Regions from separate parts of the Hordeum vulgare genome. Here region 2 is linked to region 1. Evidence: chromatin contacts called from public Hi-C data. All regions are on one chromosome and are shown on one strand. Each heading gives the region's core, a stretch centred on a gene start, on an enhancer-like site or on the middle of the called end of the contact. The rest is flanking DNA. Distances are from core to core; before and after follow the strand shown. Region 1 holds the start of LOC123411208 (expansin-like A2). Region 2 has its middle 13 kb from the start of LOC123437615.

Evidence for each region. Hi-C and Micro-C count contacts between places; a contact is called where the count stands out from the background.
Region 2: a contact with region 1 is called in a Hi-C map of leaf, with 4 times the contacts expected there. The contact joins the enhancer-like site here to the promoter of LOC123411208 in region 1. A contact is called at or near these places in 2 of 6 Hi-C or Micro-C datasets (both in leaf).

What each region holds. Positions count from the first base shown.
Region 1 is chr1H:366,552,720-366,559,476 of MorexV3_pseudomolecules_assembly, reverse strand. It overlaps LOC123411208 (expansin-like A2), which reads right to left and starts at 3,546. Exons shown (of 2, transcript XM_045104155.1): 1 at 2,871-3,546; 2 at 1,963-2,775. The coding sequence starts at 3,006. The coding sequence ends at 2,084. It overlaps LOC123437529 (pentatricopeptide repeat-containing protein At3g02330, mitochondrial), which reads right to left. Exons shown (of 6, transcript XM_045115723.1): 6 at 5,917-6,527.
Region 2 is chr1H:367,003,444-367,009,933 of MorexV3_pseudomolecules_assembly, reverse strand. No RefSeq gene overlaps it. Among protein-coding and RNA genes, the nearest start is that of LOC123437615, 13 kb to the left of the region's middle. Within about 2 kb of position 2,358, at least 3 of the 3 cell types and tissues checked have open chromatin away from gene starts, as enhancers often do. A contact at or near this core is called in leaf, where this site is marked.

The sequences.
Region 1 (6,757 bases), core at 2,297-4,796:
TCCCTTTGAGATAACTTCATGAAGGCGTTTCTCAACCACTAGTGGTAAGCCTTGAGGTGGCTTCCAAACCTTCACAAACTTTCCGGGGGATATCACAATGGTTTGATTCCTCTCCGAAGACTCCTACCGCCTAGGAGTCTCCAACCTCCAAGAGTAACAAGATCACGGGGATTGCTCAAAACTTGCTCAAATCACAAATCATTTTGGTGGAAAGGAGGAGAGGGAGACGATCTATCTTTTGATTGGAACAACACTCAAAGGGACTCACAAATGCTCTTGGGATCTAGGATTTGGTGTAGACAAGGGTGAGTGAGAGGAAAGGTGTTCTTGGATGTATTTTAGCTGTGTTGAACACCCTTTCACGAGGTGGGAAAAGAGTATATATAGTGTGGAGTGAAATCCAGCCGTTGGAGGTGCTTTAAGTCACACAGGGTCCGGACGTCCGACAGTTGCCGGAAGTCCGGGCGTCCGCGAGGGGCCGGACGACCGACAGGGGTCGGTCGTCCGAGGCCTGTAGGCACGGCTGGAACTATTTTGAATTTATCAGCGTCCGGACGTCCGGAGTAGACCGGAAATCCGTGTTATACAACTCAAATTCTACTGGTGGTAGGTTCCGGATTTCCGACGGGGGCTGGACGTCCGGCGCTCGGACGTCCGGAGGGAGCCGGATTTCCGAGTTATAGAACTCAACTTCTACTGGTGCAGGCTTCCGGATTTCCGGGGCTTGGTCGGACGTCCGGCCCTCGGATGTCCGGAGGGAGCCGGATTTCCGAGTTGTATGCCTCACAAACTTCTGATGAAGGGTTACGGATTTCCGAAGCTAGCCGGTCGTCCGACCCTCGGACGTCCGGAGGGAGCCGGATGTCCGAGGCAACAGACCTGTTTTGAACTGAGAACAGAGTGGAGAGAATGTGGTATTGGATATGAGAGTAAAGATGTGGTATGAGCAAGCTCATCGCAAAACCTGTGATCCCCTCTTAATAGTGCGGGATCCTATACTCAATATTAGTAAACTCAAAAGGCTACTCTACATCATCTTGTCTTAATCCCAAGCCTTCTCGAAATATAAATCCCCAATCTTTTCACACAACCTTTGGCACATAGTTCTCAATCTACTAAAGTACTTGTCATCCTGAGATACACTCAACGAATAGGATTAGTTCCCTACGTATGTGTTCTCATTAACACCAAAAGTCGGTTAGGGGCATAGCATGCACTTTCACATACTCGAAATAGACTTGTCCATGAAAAACCCGGCCTAGACGATCCGACCTGACTTGTCCTCACATTCCCATGGCCCATGATATTAAGAATAGACTTGCCCATGGGCAACCTCACCCGAACGATGTGACCTGACCTTCCTACGGCCCAGGATCGGGCCTAAATTTTAAGCCCGTTGGCCGTGTCGGGCTTGACGTCTTTATGATTTAGGGAAGAAGCCCGGCCCAAGGCCTGACGAGCTTTCACACTAATGGGCTGGACTTGGGACTGAAATCGAGGCCTGACTGTCGGGCTTGAGCCTGAGTTTTTCTACACGGGCTTTGTGAGGCCCGGTCCGAGGTATGGTCAGGTATAACTGGAAATACTTGTATCCAAAAAAAAACTAGGAATACTGCACAGCAGGCAGATCGCCCAACCAACCTATGACAGGCACGAGAACGCAGCGCATCACGCCGGGAATCACACGAAACGCGCCAAGCTTTGCGCCAGTACAGAAATGCAACGCGCATCCGAAGCCAAGACCCGCGAAAGGGGAAGCACGGCACCCTTCGTTGACGACCAGGGCCCCTCGTCGTGCATGCACTAACACAAGTTGGCAGGCACCGGTGACCAAAGACGCGCCGCACATCGTGCACACTACTCCCCCTCTGCTGCTTCAGCTAGCTAGCTGCTCACCACCACCCCTCCACCAAGTGGAGAGAAATCAATCAGCAAGGCCGGGCCCAGCTGCAACCGCACGTCTGACTCTTCCACCGATTCATTTCGCTTCGTTATCCAAGAAGAAAGGAGGGAGGGGATTAGCACGAGTAAGATCAAAAGCAAAGCTCTACTGTACAATCGGCCGGGATTCGTGTCTCTGTCGTCACTTCCACTCTCGGGTGTCGCAGGGGGAGCACCCTTCCAGCGCGACGTCGGCGATCTGCACCCCGGTGTCGTACACCCGGCCGGCGGTCCACCGCCGCGGGAGGACCTCCCGGTCGGCCCACACCCACTTCCCGTCGTACCCGCCGGTGACCACCATCCGGAGCTGCAGCGGCCCCGTCGGCGCCTGGCCCGTGCTCCACGCCGGCCCGCCGCGCTCCCGCGTCATGGACCGCCAGCCCGACGACCCGGCCGCCGCCACGTCCACCGCCACGATGTCGGTCTGCCCGCCCTGGTACAGGAACCTGATCGTCAGGCCGCCCGCCGCGCGCTCCTCCACGCGCACCGACAGGTTGCGCCGGCGCGCGTACTCGCAGGGCACCCGCTTGTACTCCACGCCCACGGCGCGCCGCTCCCTCAACCGCCGCGCGGCGGCCGTGCCCCCGCCGCCCCTGGCCATGGCCGCGTACGCTGCGCCGCTCAGCACGAGGTCGGTGCGGTTCGTCGCGCCCGTGCGCACCTGGTCCGTCACGACCACCGTGGTGCCCGCCGCGCTGCAGAGCTCGGCGTCCGTGCACCGGACCCTGTAGCACGCGCCGCAGCCGACGCCCCCCCTGTACAGCGCGGGGCTCGCGGCCGCGAGGAGCCCGCCGTTGAAGGTCGCCGCCAGGGAGCCGTACCCGCAGGAGCCGGCTGCTCACGCAAAGCAAAACCAAAAGTCAATCAGCCGAACCACGAACAAGAAACCATAATCAGTTAACGGTACCCGATCGATCCACCGTACGCACCATTGTCGAGGGCGGGCGAGGAGGCGCGGTACGCCGCGTTGGACCGGCGCACGCAGCGGTCGCAGGCAGAGGCCGGAGAGGAGGCTGCGGCGAAGAGGACGAGCAGGAGGACCAGACGCGATCGAGCGCTCGCCATCGACGGGGCTTGCTTGAAGACGGGTGCGTTACTTACTTACTCGGTGTAGAAGAAGATTGAACAGGACGGGACAGGAAGAGAACAGGGGAATGGATTCTTGCCAGCAGCTGGGCTAGAACTAGGCTTTTATACCCGACGCGGCGCGCGCGCTGGTTGTGGCCGGCTGCGGTTTACGAGTTAATGCTACGGTGCACTGGCCGCCAGCCTCGAAACCGGACGGCCGTGGTCTCGTACCTGGGACGCAGCAAGCAAGATGCCGACGCGGCGGGGAGTAGGGAGGAAGGAAAGCGCGCTGGCCACGTGGTCGTGAGGTGGATCCAGGAATGTGGATGTGAAGTACCATGGCAAAAAGTTTGGGGTGGCCACCGACCCAGACTCGTGCCGCAACCCGCGCGCGCCAGCGAGCGGTTCTTGAACTGTTCGAACTTGTACGTACTAGGATAAACTCCGGTAACCACGTCCCATCGTCGGGCATCCTGGCGCGTGGCAAGGTAACGGCACGTGCGAGTGCCGTTTTGTGAACACGCGTGCGTTTCTTTACTTTTATATATACCGCCTCGATAGGGTTTCCATTTGCGGTTACCTTGAAGAGGGAAGGCAATTCGTGAAGAAAGAATTAGTAACTCCTTTGTTGCTGATAAAAGGACGAGGAGTTTAAAGACCGCGTTTGGTTAAAAGGGGGATTGGAGAGGGCTTGAGAGTAAAATCCGTTAGGGGCCCAGAAACCCCACAGATCCTCGGGGCGTCCATTTGGTAGGAGGGGTTTGCTTAGCCCAATCCCCTCCGTTCCCCTTCAATCCCTTCCTATCCATGTGTTTCAAAATCCTTCTTGAGGGACTAGTGAAAGCAAAACCCCAGGAATTTAAGAGTATTGGGTGAAACAAAAGGATTCACACAATCCCCTGAAATCCCTTCCTCTCAAAACCTCCTCAATCCCCCTTAACCAAACGAGGATAAGGACGGAAGTGGCGGCTAGGCTTGCACGGTTTGAATTAGAGGACGAGATGATCACGACCGACCGATTTGAAGCCTTTCCTTCAGGCTTATCGCCCACGACGGCCGTCGCGCCACGGGCCGCAGCTGCCTCGTCTCATCTCATCGGGTACCCGTTTGTGTGGACGCCGCCTTCACGATTCGTCCCACGTGGCAATGAGAAACACTTTGGCTCTATTTGTCTTTTGCCTAAGCAGGTCCATCGTGCTCTGATTGTTTATCGGTTTAATTAGTCTGCAATCGGTCTTGATCCGGACACGTAAGGCTTTCGCGACCGCGAGCCGTTTCGGATAACTACCAGTGCCTTGCACGTACGCAAGCAATGGATATGGGTTCAGCTCCATCAATGATAGTCCCTGGTAGGCCATGTTGCGAAAGGTATGCGCTTAACAAACTAGGGTCGGTTTACAGGACACGCCTCGTTGGAGAGGGAGAGAAGGAATCCTCTCGTCTTTCTAGTGCAAACCGCTCGTGATATGCTGCATGCCCTACGGTCTTGCGGATGACACATTAATGCCGGCCAATCATGCTAATCCCATCACGATTGCAGTGGTCCATGGGGTTATATATCTAATCATGATTCTGAACGACGGCCCCCCGATTCAACAAGAATGGACAAATTGGTGCGAAAGTGACCCAACTCTAACAGTCCTGATCAGGATATCCCACCCGAATGCTAAATTGGTTTCGTCTCTCGTTGGGACATCACCGCCTTAAGCAGTTTCTCTAGCACCTTTGTGTGTTTCACCGGTTCCTGCTGTGCGCACATGGTAAGATGCCGATCCGCGTAAACGGTCTTGAGGACAACCGACCCTGTGAGAACTGAATCCTCGATGAAGCACTGGCATTTGCAACGCGGCCGGCACCAGTACGTGGCGAAGCAGTAGCGCTGTGACGAGTTGTGAGAAAAAAAAAATATATATATATATATGTATCTAGCAGCATTACATATCAATAGTACTATTTGACCTTGACTTGGTCGGCGTAAGCACTTATCCCTCCGGTTCTGACTCGATATGGCGCACACGGCAGCGAAATCTCGCGTCAACCACTGATGAATCCCAACGGCCTTCCCCCCAACCACAGCGGCAACACCGGCGCCCGGTTCTGGACTGGCAGTGGAGGACAGACAGTGGTTGCACTTGCCACAGCACCACGAGCCCCGGCCGTTGGCTATGTATGACCTGGTCAGCCGACCGAACCTTAAACGAGCCCGTTGACACGACGCGCAGCGAAGGCCGAAGCCACAACCTGAATGAATCTTGCGTGCATTCAAGATGCTCTGACTTCCTGGCAGAGCTGATTACCCACGAACATGATTACTACACTTCGTGCCCCTGCCACCGCCCGCCGGGCACCGGCACCGGTTTTCCGTTTCCCGTTCTTTTTCACTGGACGCAGTGGGTCTCTTCTTTTCGCTTGGGCTCCAAGCTTTGCACGGCGACGGAGGACACGTTTGCCTTTGGCTCCCATGTCGGCCTGCTGCATGCGCTGCAGCGTGGCATCCTGTGCGTGTCTGGCGGCACTGTGGACTGCGGCGGGTCAGTTGACGCTGCGGTTGGCACGTCCACTTCGTGGCCGTGGGTCAGGTCGCTTGCATTCGTCTGCAAGGGAGGCAGCCTGCCCTCTCTACCACCGATGACATCGACACAGGCGGGAAGACACGCAGGCTAGATGATTATAATAAAGTTGTTTCGTTTTAATAATAATAATAATAATAATAATAATAATAATAATAATAATAATAATAATAATAATAATAATAATAATAAAGTGTGTATGTGTAAGCATGAACTCTTTTCGGAGAGGAAAGCTCTCAACTATAAACCATAAACCATGCAATCGGTAGTATGCATTACGGTTATTCTCTGCCGTAAAGGAAGCATGAACTCCTTTCAGAGACAAATTAAGCAAAGATTTACTGGGAGCTCTCAACTATAATAAACCATGTAACTGGTAGTATGCATCACGGTCATTCTCCAGTTGATTCAGTAATGAATCAAGGGGGCTTTATGTGCAGCAGTTATTTCTTATTTATTTTTTGACAGCAAAACGGACTACATTAACTAGCAGACAGGGTTGTTTCGTGTACCAACTGGTACTACAAGAAAATCTGGTGGATCCTCCGACCAGGAACTATGGATCACTAACTTGCATGGCTACTAATTATGGGCTCTTGGGCAGTGCTCAAACATAACTTTAACTAGGCCACGAAACCCCTATTGACCTTGATGATCACTCGGTTGCTCCCACCGACTGCGCTAACATGGTAGTAACGCGATAGGACATCGGCCGTATTCTGCCACAAAGGCAAAAGGAGCGCCCCCGCCCCTCTCAGCTGATCACATATCAAAGCAGCATCAACATTTAGGTTGATAGACCCTGCCAGAGATTGTGTCACTATTAGAGAGCGTGCTTGTAGCTTTCCTGCTCATTTCTTGTTAGTTGTAACCGCCTGGCTGATCATTGCTCCGCGGGTGCTTTTCAATACTTCGCACAATACGCATCAAGATTTTCCTCCATTTTACCTGCATCGGCAGAACCTTAAAAATCACTGCTACTTTCCATCTTTACGTTCTGCCACAAAAGGGGGAAACTTGAAAGGAAGTAGAGAACATGTGGCCATAGGGCATGTAAGCCACACGAACAAGTAGGGCGAGTGAAGGCCAAGTCATTCACAAGCCAAAGTGCATGATTTTTTGTCAAACATCAGAATTCGTAGTAATTATAGCAGACTAAGTATTGAGAGTGATGTTTG
Region 2 (6,490 bases), core at 1,109-3,608, 450 kb before region 1:
GCTGCTTTCGCCTTTTGAGCCAAATGTACGGCAGTCTTTCGCGGCGTACGACTCGAGCTGATGATTTCGTCCATCTTTCGCACAGGCTGCATATGTTTGGCAGTACTCTCCTTTTTTTTTGCGGGGTTTTGGCGGTACTCTCCTGCTGCATATGTGAAAACTACAGTTCGATGGATATTTGGTAGATGTGATGTGCCATAAGTTCTGTGGTTCACTGCCCTTTTGTTCTCTGTAATTCACACGCTGGGACTAGTTGTTGATTGGTTGGGGTAAGCTTTTAATGGGAGCATGCAGGGGCAGCTAGCTGCGTGTGGATGAACGTCGGCCTCAGCTGCACGGAGAACCGTAGAAGCTGGCGTCGCGATGGATCGAGTTTGGTCACTCCAGCTTGGCACATTAACACAATTGGTACCACGAGAGTCGATGCCAGAACGAGCGAAAGCGCCCAAGCAACAGAAAGATTTCTCGGCAATGAATGCATGCATGCAGCTGAAGGCAATGTGCCAATGTTCCATGCATGCATACATGCATGTGACGGAGACGAGCTCTGCCTCCCTGATTGTTGGCAGTTGAAATGGAAGAACACAATGGTCAAGAACAAGGAAGAAAACAGCTGAAAGAAATGCTAAGTTAAGTCCATTATTGGGGTGCTCTTCCACAAGCAATGCAGGTAGAGGAAAGGGTGCACAGCACATTATCACCAATGCAAGAGAGTACTCGAAGGAGGTGATTGGCGAGTAAACAATTCCGCACAAGGTTTTGTGTTAATTAACTGGAACTATTTTCCATTGCAAGCAAGAGTATCTACACCATGTACACACGACACAGGGGTCAACAAACGAATCGAAATGGAATCTCTAGCACTAATCTCACAGGCTCACATGCAGCCTTGCTCTGGAGAAAAATCCGTGTCCCAACACGGGAAAGAAGAGAGGGAGGGAGGGAGCGTCGTCAGAATGTGGGCGTGAGCAGGTTGAGGAGCGACACCCTGGCGTTCACGAGCGCGCGGTACACCTGCTCGCCGCTGGCCTCGGCGGCGGCCACGCACTCCTCGAGGCCGCGCACCCGGCCCATGGCCGCCTTCCTCTCCTCCTCCTCCTCGTTGCAGTAGTCCTCGAACGAGAAGGACACGGTCCTCCGCCGGCGGAGGAGGTCCGTGACCAGCCACATGGGGCTGGCGGGGGCGCGGGCGGGGGAGTATGGCGTCGGGGTCCTCGGGGACGGGACGGCGCTGGCGGCGGACTCGGCGGACGCGGACGAGAGTCCGGAGAAGATGGCGGCGGACGCGGCGGCCACGGCGGCCGTGGCCGCCGCGAAGGCGTCGGCGAGCGTGATCTCGTCCAGGTCGTCGTCGGGGGAGGCGCGGTGGCAGAGGTCCCGGGCCGAGGACGCGAGGCGGGAGACCTCCCTGGCGGCGCGGCGCTGCGCGCGGAGCGCCGCGGCGAGGCGCACGCCGTCGCGGCGGCGCAGCGCCGAGTGCGCCTCGTTGAGCAGCTGGCGGAGCGCGACGAGCGAGTCCCGGAAGCAGCCGTGGAGGTCGGCGAGGAGGAGCAGGTCGTCGAGCAGCTGCTCCGTCCACGGCCGGCGGAGCGCGTCCCGCGCCTGCGGGTGGTGGAGCATGGCGGACAGCCCCGCCAGCACCTGCCCCGCCCGCTCGGCCCCGTCGGCGACCCACGCGGGGCCCGTCTGCGCGGGCTCGTCCGCCCACCGCAGCAGCGCGCGCGCCGAGTCGTGCAGCGCCGCCACCAGCGGGTGGAGGCGCACCGGGAGGCTGATGGAGCGCACGCGCGCGTACGACGACAGCTTCTTGGGCCGCGCGCAGTCCAGCAGCGCCGACTTGGGCGACGTGAGCGCGTCCAGCGCCCGCCGGAACCCCACTGCCATCGCCGCTCTCTGCCTGCTGTGCTCGCCGTCCTCTGCCTTTTCGATCGGGCGTTTGATCCTTGGATGTGGTCTCGGTGTGGGCTGCTGGTGATGGGGGAGGCGGTGTTTTATACTGATGTTTATACGTGGAGCGAGTGTGGTAGTAGTGGAGCGGAGCCCGCACGGGTGGGCGCTGGGCTGTGGAACACGTTTGACTGCGCGAGCAAGAGTCGGTTGTTGGCTAGCTTGGCCGTTCTATTTTTCTTCTAAAGAAAGAAGTTCGTTAGCTTGACGCCGAAGAAATATGCTTGCAAAGCCAGCCAACTTGTGGGAGAAGCCTACCTAGCCAGCGCCCACCCAGGGTAGAAAAGGAAACTATACGAGGCTAAGCAACGAAAAGTTACCGTCTGCGGCGAGGCTTGGAGCATCTTTTGATGCGAGACGGGGTGCTGTCTTTGGAGGGTGTGATGATATATGAAGCCGGTCATGTCAAGTTAAGCGAACCAACCATTGCCGCCAATGATCCAGGAGAGGAGCTCCAGCTGTGCGTACGCAGGTCTGGCTCGTGTCATGTGCGCTCTGGGAATAATGGAGCGAGTACGCATGGACTGATGGTCCAAGCAAAGTCATGTTATCATAATATATATGCACGTTAATCATTTTCCGGCCTGTCGTGTTTATACTTGCAGGGAGTAAGTAATACTGGTATTATATATATTTTTTTTTGAATTTTATGTATTTTCTTTCGCGGCTATTGTACCTAGACAATAATAACGTTATTTTTAGAAAGGATTGATGGAAGAATAAAAGCAGAGATACCTTCAGTTCGATCCTTCTATAGGCAAATAATGTAGACGGGCTTGCATTTTGAGGGTCATGAAGGTATTGCTTCTTGTGCACATCAAATATATATAGCACTAAAATAGACAAATATCTACAACAAATATGTATAAGTTTACTCCTTCCGTTCAATGAAGATTTAGATGAGATCTCGAAGAGAGGCCCGACGTTACCCCCCCCCCCCCCCCCCCCCCCCCCGCGCGCGGGCGACTCGGGCGAACACCCTAGCCGTTGCCCGCCAACGTTCCTCCTCCGCCCTCCTCACCTGCCGCCGCCGGCAAGCTCCACCGGGCAAAGCCTGATTGGGGTCGGTGGCAGGAGGCCCTCCCTTCCCCGCTCGTTTGGCTTGCTGCACGGGGGCAGTCTCGTAAGGCGGTGATGTGGGCAGCCGTGGCGGGTGGCCGGTGTCTGGCTCGCGCTGGCCGGCGCGCCAGTCAGGCAAGGTGACACGCGTGCGCACCCGAGGCGTGAGTTGGGCGACGGATGCGCGGGGTCCGGGAGTCGCTGCTGCGCCAGATCTGGGGTGGGCAGTCTGTGCGGCTGGAACGACAAGCAGAGGCCAACGAGGTGAGCGCATGCGGGCGCCTGCGCGCTTGGTCCGCAATGCGCAGGAGGCGTCCCAGCGCAGTTGCGCCGCTGCGTGCGGGGCATGGGCGGTTGCCAGTTCCAAGAAGGCGAAGGTGCATGGTGCTCAGGCGTCGTTCCCCTGGATTTGCGGCCTGTCGGTTGCAGGAGGCGCACAGACGTCGTCCCTAGTGCGGATCTGCTGGGTGGCGGCCTCATGACTCTAGCGGACTAGCCGGTGGCTTGGATCAGCAGCCGTGTGGGCGGACGACCGGTCTTGTGTTGCATCTGGTGGGAGGAATCAGTGCGATGGTGGTTCGGGAGGCTCGACGCTGCTGCGGGTGTGGAGGTCATGATGGCGGTGGCTGGAGGGAGACGAATGGTGTCGGTGCGGTGGTTGCATCCTTCGTCGGTAGATGAATGGCCCGCACGCGTTGCATCCTTGAGGAGTCGAATGGCGTCGTGCTTGGTTGCATCCTTCTGATGGGAGACGAATGGCGCCGCGGAGGTTGCATCCTCCGTCCAGCGGGCGACGCGGATGCAAGGTTTTGGGAGCGCGTCGAGTTTGTCGGGAGGCTCTGGCAACGGGCCGGAGGGGGGGCACCAGGCACCCAGGCGACCTGGGGGCGCGGCCTGCCTCCTGGCCGCGCAGGGAGGCCGCCTGGGTGGTGGGTCCCACCTCCGGTGCCCCTCTTTGGCCTATATGACCCTCGTGACCTAAAACTATCGAGGAGAAAAGGAGTTTTTTGCAGTTCCGCCGCTGCTCCGTGGAGGAAACCTACAGAGAAGAAAAGACCTTTCCGGCGGGCAGATTCCGTCGGGCAGAACTCCTCCCGGAAGGGGAAATCGTCCTCATCGTCATCACCATCATCAGGGGCATCATCGAGATCATCATCACCATCATCATCTTCACCAGCACCATCTCCATCTTCGCCCCATCTCACTTTACCATTGCAATCGAAGTTGTACCTTGCACTATTCATCCCCTCTACTCTGCCGGTGTTGATTACTATTTTGTGGTGAATGATATTGAGTTTTGTTGGAGAATTATTGTTATGACCAGATTGTTCATCATATTTTCATCCCCTATGATCATGATCTCTTTTATGTCTCGTGAGTAGTTCCCTTAGTTTTTGAGGACATGGGAGAAGTCTAGTTGCTAGTAGTCATATGATGTTTAAGTAATATGTGTTGATTGATATTTAAGTTATGATGTTATTCTTCTAGTGGTGTTATGTGAACGTTGACTACATAACACTTCGCCTTTTTAAGGACCTAGGGGAATGCATTGTGTATAAAGAATGCTTATGGTGGGTTGCCGGAGTGACAGAAACCTGAACCCCAGTTCGCATACTTTTGCACGAGGGAGTGTTGGATCCTAAAGCTTACTGCTATGGTTAGGCTTTGCCTTAATTTCTCTCTTGTATTTGCAGATGCTTGTAAGGGGTTTAATCATAAGAGTGTACTTGTCTTAGCCTAGACGATGCACTAGTAAAGATCCACCCACACAACACTTATCAATACAAAATATAGTACTAGACGGAATATGGCGAAAGCACATGACTATCTCTCCCGTGTGTCCTTAGGAACGCCTTAGTGTTTATAAGTTTAGTTCCTCGGCTTATCCTTTGTGTTCAAAAGGATTGGTCCACTTGCTGCACCTCGACACCATTTACTTTCCTTGCATTTATTTCCTTGTTGCTTATACCAGAAAACCCATAAAAAGTTACCTTTCAGTGCTTGCAGTTATTCCTAGCTCAAGATCGCTTGTCAGTACGTTCTACTCCTCGTTGGGTTCGACACTCTTACTTATCGAAAAGGCTACGATAGACCCCCTACACTTGTGGGTCATCAAGACCATATTCTGGCGCCGTTGCCGGGGAGTGTAGCGCTATTGGTAAGTGAAATTGGTAAGGAAACCTTTACGTTGTACGCGCTGTTTTTATTTTGCCGTTTCCGCTTTTTGTCCCTATGGACAACTCTGCTCTTGGTTTGTTGCTTGTGGGGAACCGCCCCAACGCTATTGCGGTGGAGAAGCCTCCTCCACCTATGGAAATTGTGCCCCTTCAAATACCAAATGGTATTATTTATTGTGTCTTGGCTAATCGATATGCAGGAGATAGATATCCAGGTGAACACTTGCTATATCTTTCACAACTATGCTCCTTATTTAAGTTTGCAGGTATATCGATGGATTTTGTTATAAGAAAGCTATTCTCTCTATCATTAAAAGATAAGGCTTTGGATTGGTATAGGCTTCTTGATAACTCTCATTTGCTAAATTGGCAAGATCTTATGCCTCTCTTTTATGCAAAGTTTTATCCTCTTCATGAAATACATCGTGACATGAACTATATTTATAACTTTTGGTCTCGTGACGGAGAAAGCATCGCTCAATCTTGGGGGAGATTGAAGTCCCTAATGCTCAAATGTCCCAATCATGAGCTCCCCAAGGAAATTATTCTTACAAATATTTATGCAAGGCTTTCTCGTCAAGATAAAGAAATGCTTGATGCCTCCTCTAGTGGGGCATTCTCCAACAAAAGCACTGAAGCTAGGTGGGATCTTATTGAAAGGATCCAGAAGAACACTGAAGATTGGGATATTGATAAAGGTATTGAACCCGTTATAAATTATGAGCATGATTACATTGGGAGCTATGTGAAAACTGATTACTTCAATACCTTTTGTGCTAAGATTGGTCTTGATTCCCAGCTTCTAATTGATTTTTGCAAAGACTTTGCCTCTCATATTGATTCCTCTAAGAAGAAGGAGGATCAGTACCATAAACCTTTTAAGGAATTACCTGTTGATATCAATGTTGCTGACCCTATCTTGCCTGCAGTTTTATATGAAAAGCCCCCTTTTCTCACAAGGATGAGGGGGCATTCTTTTGTCACAGGCATACTGAATAAAAGTGAAAGAACAGCTGATGAGCATGAGGACCTGATTAAGGTCAATACCCAAGTTGCATTAGTCAAGGATATTGTTACTAGTAATATTGAGGATTCCAATATAAATTCTTGTGTTGTTTCTACTAACCTTGTTACAGCCAAGAATAAAGGCCCAATTTCACGTACTTCGATTGTATCTGTTAAAATAGGAGATCATAATTATTATGGGCTATGTGATTTGGGATCCAGTGCTAGTGCTATTCCTTTTCCACTTTATCAAGAGATCATGAATTAAATTCTACCATGTGAAATTGAAGACGTTGATGTTA